Linked DNA regions of Hordeum vulgare: region 1 is linked to region 2. A link is a contact called in public Hi-C data. All regions are on one chromosome and are shown on one strand. Each heading gives the region's core, a stretch centred on a gene start, on an enhancer-like site or on the middle of the called end of the contact. The rest is flanking DNA. Distances are from core to core; before and after follow the strand shown.

Region 1 (3,041 bases), core at 230-2,729, 520 kb after region 2:
ATCCTCAACACACCTATTCAGAATTACCACCAGGTGCAACAGGTCTTCTCCTTTGTGCTTGCCACCGACAAGCATGCCATGGGCTCTGGTCAGCTGTTGGGCTCGTCGATGCCGCTGATGCCCCCGATGCCCGAGTATCCAGACACCCAGGAGTCATACACCATCAACATTGCTGCTCCTGAGAAGGAAGGTCAGCACGTTCCTATGCTTTATAGGAAGAGGAAGCAGGCATGCTTCATGGAGGAGGAGCTAACCGTCTTCAGAAGCATGACTCACGCTGTGAAGGAAGTGGTCATCACCATCATGGAGAGCAAGATGGTCAACATCCACCTTGAGATCTACGGCACCGTGATGGACCAGATCGGCTTTAGCCCAGAGGCTCTCATGGTGGCTCTCAACCACCTGCTTGACAACAAAGCCGAGTGTGTTGGGTTTGTTGCCATGGGAGAGGCTCACGGGGTGTTGACTGAGGACATGAGTGGGTAAGCACTACTACTAGTGTCGTTTCTGCTGGTGGCGACGACGTGCATGATCCTCCACGATGACGATGACGACGTCTATTTTGTGTGGTCAGGTATTTGGAACAATCTCATGGTCTATATATTTTTGATGAGATGGTATATACTGACCCCTCACAGTGATCCGTACGGTGATCACCACCTTGCGATGGTGGGATTACACCCTCTTTTGAATGCGGTGGTAGGATGACACCGACGTAGTGGTAGGTTGAACTTGGTATGTGGTATGATCATGCATGCTTACTAATGCTCTTATGCTCCATTGCTTATGTGCTTGTTGCTTCATTGCTTGCTCCCAAGAGTGCTCCATTGCTTATGTGTTTGTTGCTTCATTGCTTGATTCTAGAGTACTTCATTGCTTGTTGCTTCAAAATATTGCTCATTTGCACTGCTAGGACAAGTGGTATATCGTATTCGAAGGGAGGGTTCTAGGGGCTTATAGTTCATGGAAAGGTTGCGACAAACAAGTTTCAAGGTACAACAACCAAAAGCCACAGAGGGTTTAAAACTAGACAGGAGGCAAAAGATGCTTACTCCAAGTATGTGCTAGAAGGAGGGATGCAGCAAGGTTGAGGTTGCCAATATGGATCGTCTGTTTGGGCTGAAGAACTTCATCATTTTCGTCGAGTTCATCACCATTATAGTGTTTTGATGCTAGTGTGCTCAGTGTGATCGTGTGTAAGTTGTTGTCGTAGTGGGTAAGCTCATCAAATGGGATACAAGGTAAGCACAACGGTATGCTCGTATGAAATCAAACAACATGCACTCGTGTGACGACATACAATACGAGCAACTAAACATAGAGCAAAGAGGCATCGCTATGATACAGGAAAAGTATATGTGGTCAATCAATCAATCGTGCAAATGATGATTTTTTGTCTGCATATATTCAACCAGGCTCTAGTAGGTTAAATATGCAAAGTGAAACGATGGAACCAACCAAACGCGCCCTTAGCGACATGCGGTAGGCATGTATGTGATGTCTGTTGTGCACCAGGTCTTTATGGTTCTCACGCGTGCGACCTCTATATATATCGTCTCACCCCTCTCTGGCTCACACTTGACTTCTCTCTCCTTGCCTCCCCCTCCTCCTCGTCTTCTTCCCACCCACACAGGCTACACAAGGTTTTTCCTCCCCTCTCAACTACCCAACACGCCTGCCGATTTTATTTCAGGACATTTTTCCTAACGATCTTCACGCCAAAGCTTCTCGCCATCTTGCCGTTTATTCGGCCGTAGCAAAGCACTGAATCTTCAAATGGGTGTGTGTGTTTCTTGCAGAGCGGCGACGGAGGAGATGGCAGGCTGCGGTGAAGCCAAGACATCATCGGTTTCCATGGATGAAGAGGTGAGTTCCCATACCATAGCCTGTGTGAATCGCTTGCCGGCAAAAAACAGTCATGCATGATCGGTCGATGATTACAATTTGTAACTTCTTCTTTCGGTAGTCTCCGATTGCAATGGTTTCCTTGGTCAAGCCTTGTGAATTATGGGAGGCTTGTAGTTAGTAACTTGGTAGAGAGATCGGTGGAGTGAGTAATACGTTCAGATATTCGCTGTACATGAACGCCATTGATGCATAACGGAGAAAGCTTGGGAGTCTTAACCAACCCAACTTGGAAAACAGGGCTTGCTTAGGTTAGGAAGCTGTTCTCGGTGAGCATAATCCTGTGCCCTGTCCCTGTCCACCCTACTCTGACATAAATATGCAGAGCAAGCCCGTCAGTTATCTCTGTTCAAGCGTGTCGATCGCGTGTAGCATAAGAATCAGCGGGCATAGAAGAGGAATTCTTAGGAGCCTGTTTGATTGGTTGTAGTGCTCTGCTAGCCACTAAACAAAATGGCTAACTTTGTCAGTTTTCTGATGCTAAAAGTTGGTATTTGGGTGCTTCTTAATTTGGAACTTGAGTGCTACTAGAAGCGGTTTTAACCCGCAAGACTGCGGTTTTAACCATTCAGAGGAAGTTCCTAGAGAGCATTACCTAACTCGGTCCTTGATGAAGACGCTCTTATCCTCGACACCTACTTCGCAAACCTGCAATGTCCTAATCTATTAAAGATTCTGCACCATTTGTTACTTCAAGTACGCACCGCTATAGGTTACGTGCAACCATTGCAGATTGCTCCTACTGACACCGCGCGCACCAGCATTTGCTAACAACGTACTTCAGTACCAAGAAGGAACTAATGAAGGATCAATCATGCGTGCGATTCGAGAATCTATTGACCGATCAAAAAGGCTGTGAAGGGAACAAAGATGATGCGTGTATGCGTCCATGATGGCTGACGGGCTGCCGCTTGTCCGCGCACGCCGCTGCTGTCACACTTTCACTGACCGCCACACTGGCCCTGCCCAAGCAAGAATCTCTCACCTGGCCTGCGTCATCTCTGCAGCTGCATCGGCCAGCTACGCAGGAGTAGTACTACGAACGAACAAACACCTGTGGTGTGGTACCTTCCTTCCCATATCAACAGTTCACCAATCACCACGACGCCAAGAAGTCGACACGACGGCGGCAACGA
Region 2 (3,041 bases), core at 344-2,843:
AAGCTAACTTGATTCACTGTATCAGCTGTAGTACTTTGAACACTAAATCTGCAATAGCAACACTGTTGAATTATAAAAGAAATTACACCAAGATATGCAAAATACTAGCATGATCCTGGGTTCTGGTGTACCCATTTCCCAAAACTTAGCAACACAAGAAAAACGTATTTCTATGTTTTTGTCATGAACTGCTTGAAACAAGTTTGGCATACTTGATTGTTGTTTTGGCCCAAGGATGTCGGTGCCTAGAATGTGTAAGCTTTGAAATTAAGGGATTTAGCTTGGCTTATCTTTTTTTTGCCGCTCAGTAGGATACACAGAGCCACAACGTTCATACAAAATATTCAAAATGAGAAACAAACTGGAAAGCAAGACAAGTTTGAGTGTTTGACAACAGCCCCGTGGCTGAAATAAAGAATCACTTAGATGAGTTCACTTTGAACCACTTGTATTGATTTTGAACTTTGACGGTAAATGTTGTTGGCAACTCACTGAATCATTCATTCTTGTGTTCAGTACAGAGTACAGTGAGCAATTTAACCATCTCATCTCACAAGCATGTGGTTCTCTTGTGTTGACCCATATTTACAGGTCACAGCGAAGGCTATCTTCTCAGCGATAGCCAACCAAGGAGTAACTCACTTCTGTGGGGCGCCAGTTGTGCTCAACACCATCATCAACGCCCCTCCAGTTGACACCATTCTCCCGCTGCCTCGCGTTGTCGATGTCATGACTGCTGGCGCTGCCCCACCGCCCTCAGTCCTTGCCGCAATGTCGAAGCTCGGTTTCCGTGTCTCTCATACGTATGGCCTCTCGGAGACATATGGGCCATCTACGGTGTGTGCATGGAAGCCAGAGTGGGACATCCTGCCAGATGACGAGCGTGCTCGGCTCCAATCTCGCCAGGGCATTCGCTATGTAGGCCTGGAGGGCCTTGACGTGGTCGACCCCAAGTCCATGGCGCCAGTCCCAGCAGACGGCTCCACCCTCGGAGAGATTGTCATGCGAGGCAACGCCGTCATGAAGGGTTACCTGAAGAATCCCAAGGCCAACGCCGAGGCATTTGAAAACGGGTGGTTCCATTCCGGTGATCTGGGCGTTCGACACCCGGACGGCTACATCGAGGTGAAGGACCGAGCCAAGGACATCATCATTTCCGGCGGGGAGAACATCAGCAGCCTGGAGGTGGAGAAGGCGGTCTACATGCACCCGGCGGTGCTCGAGGCGTCGGTCGTGGCGCGGGCCGACGAGCAGTGGGGGGAGTCGCCATGCGCCTTTGTCACGCTCAAGGACGGCGTGGACAGCTCCGACGAAGCAGCAATGGCTGCTAACGTGATCAAGTTCTGCCGCGAGCGCCTGCCGGGCTACTGGGTCCCCAAGTCCGTGGTGTTCGGGCCGCTGCCCAAGACGGCAACGGGTAAGATCAAGAAGCATGAGCTGAGAGCTAAGGCCAAGGAACTGGGCCCGGTCCGGAAGAGCAGGATGTGAGCTAGGTTAAAACGTCTTGTGCCCTCGTCCAGAGCTGTCGTTTGGCGTCGGTGTACTGTATTCTTAGGACACTACAATGTATTTTGTTATATGACGCCACTTCTGTACGAACTAACGCGCTTGCTGAATTGTTTCTTACTGGCTGCTTATCGTGTATATGACTCGATGTACTCCCATTAGAGTGTTACTAGTAAAAGGGCCCGTGCGTTGCATCGGGTGTACAAAAAATATATATATATGATTAGACAGTTGAAAAAAACTATCAAAAGGGTTCGTGCGTTGCAACGGATGTATAGACAACATATTGTTAATAAAAATCTCCATGCACACCAAGTAACATTGTGTGACTTTTTTTACCATTATAAAACACATTTTGATTTTTGATTTTTTTTCTCCATATTTTCCACGAAGCTAAAAAGTTTAAAGTATCTGTGCATCAATTATTTTAATATGTATTCCTTCAGCCCCCTTCATTTCTTTTACCGTGCACATCATTTTCCTTTTTCTGTCACCTCGTGTCTGTTTTTCCTTTATTTCTTCTTTGTCATCCTTCCTTATTTTCTTTTTATTAAAACCTTACAAGAAGGTATCTACACGGTCAATATAGAGTGACCGCAAGGGGTTGGGGGAGGCAATCAAGGGGAAAGTGGGTCATGGCCAATCAAAGAAGATTATGTGTATCTGAGTTGGTGTCCACATATAAACAATTCAACGGCACTCCACATATAAGGTGTTGAAGGGGCAGCTCCAGAAAAGATAATCCCTGGTTTTCAGTTCTTCTGGGTTGCAGAGCACGCAGTTCGAATCCTCAGTGACATTGAATGTTATGCCTAAGAAGCATGCGAGTGGTGCTGGGTCTATCATTCTGGAGGAGCTATGCAAAGGCCTTAAGCTTGCAAGTGCATTTGCAGGTCCGAATCCGCTTTATAGGTGTGAGCCTGGAGGAAAAGGAAGAATAGCCCCGTAGATGGTGCAAATGCCATTGCTTTCCTTAGGTAAACATGATGGTCGAGGAGCTGTTGGAGATCGTATGTTCATCAACGGCTAGAAATTGGGGGGGGGGGGGGGGGAGGGGGGGAGTGGGCTTGCTTATTTGATGATTGCGTGTTGTATAAAGGCTATTATGTCATGCAATATTAAATGCACTCTATTTGGTTTACAGTCCCGTGCGTTGCAACGGTAAATAAAAATATTACGTCGTAGCCAAATAAGTATGGCTCAATATCCTGGCATATGAGCGTTCTCTATTTTCTATTTTACCACGATGGCCCATCATATTAACACTTATTTTTTTGCCATCCTCATTGATGATGGCCCCGGTGTCCATGTTATCAAATTTTGTAACATTTTATAAAATTTCACAAACATTTTCTTTGAATTCATGGATATGTTTTGAATACATCATCATTTTCAAAATCTTGAATGTTTTATTTTGGATGAATATATTTTTCGAAATTTTGAATTCTTTTACGATATCGGAACAGTTCTTTAAAATCATCAACATTTTTTAGTCCGTGAACATTTTATGTTTTCCTGAAAGTGTATTTAAATTA

What was found. Hi-C and Micro-C count contacts between places; a contact is called where the count stands out from the background.
Region 1: a contact with region 2 is called in a Hi-C map of leaf, with 2.8 times the contacts expected there. The contact joins the promoter of LOC123448841 here to the enhancer-like site in region 2. A contact is called at or near these places in 2 of 6 Hi-C or Micro-C datasets (leaf and seedling).

Annotation. Positions count from the first base shown.
Region 1 is chr4H:432,762,199-432,765,239 of MorexV3_pseudomolecules_assembly, forward strand. It overlaps LOC123448841, which reads left to right and starts at 1,480. Exons shown (of 7, transcript XM_045125864.1): 1 at 1,480-1,643; 2 at 1,800-1,866. The coding sequence starts at 1,489.
Region 2 is chr4H:432,244,633-432,247,673 of MorexV3_pseudomolecules_assembly, forward strand. LOC123448840 (acetate--CoA ligase CCL3-like) reads left to right here. Exons shown (of 3, transcript XM_045125862.1): 3 at 592-1,644. The coding sequence ends at 1,488. Among protein-coding and RNA genes, the nearest start is that of LOC123448840, 4.9 kb to the left of the region's middle. Within about 2 kb of position 1,594, at least 1 of the 3 cell types and tissues checked has open chromatin away from gene starts, as enhancers often do. A contact at or near this core is called in leaf, where this site is marked.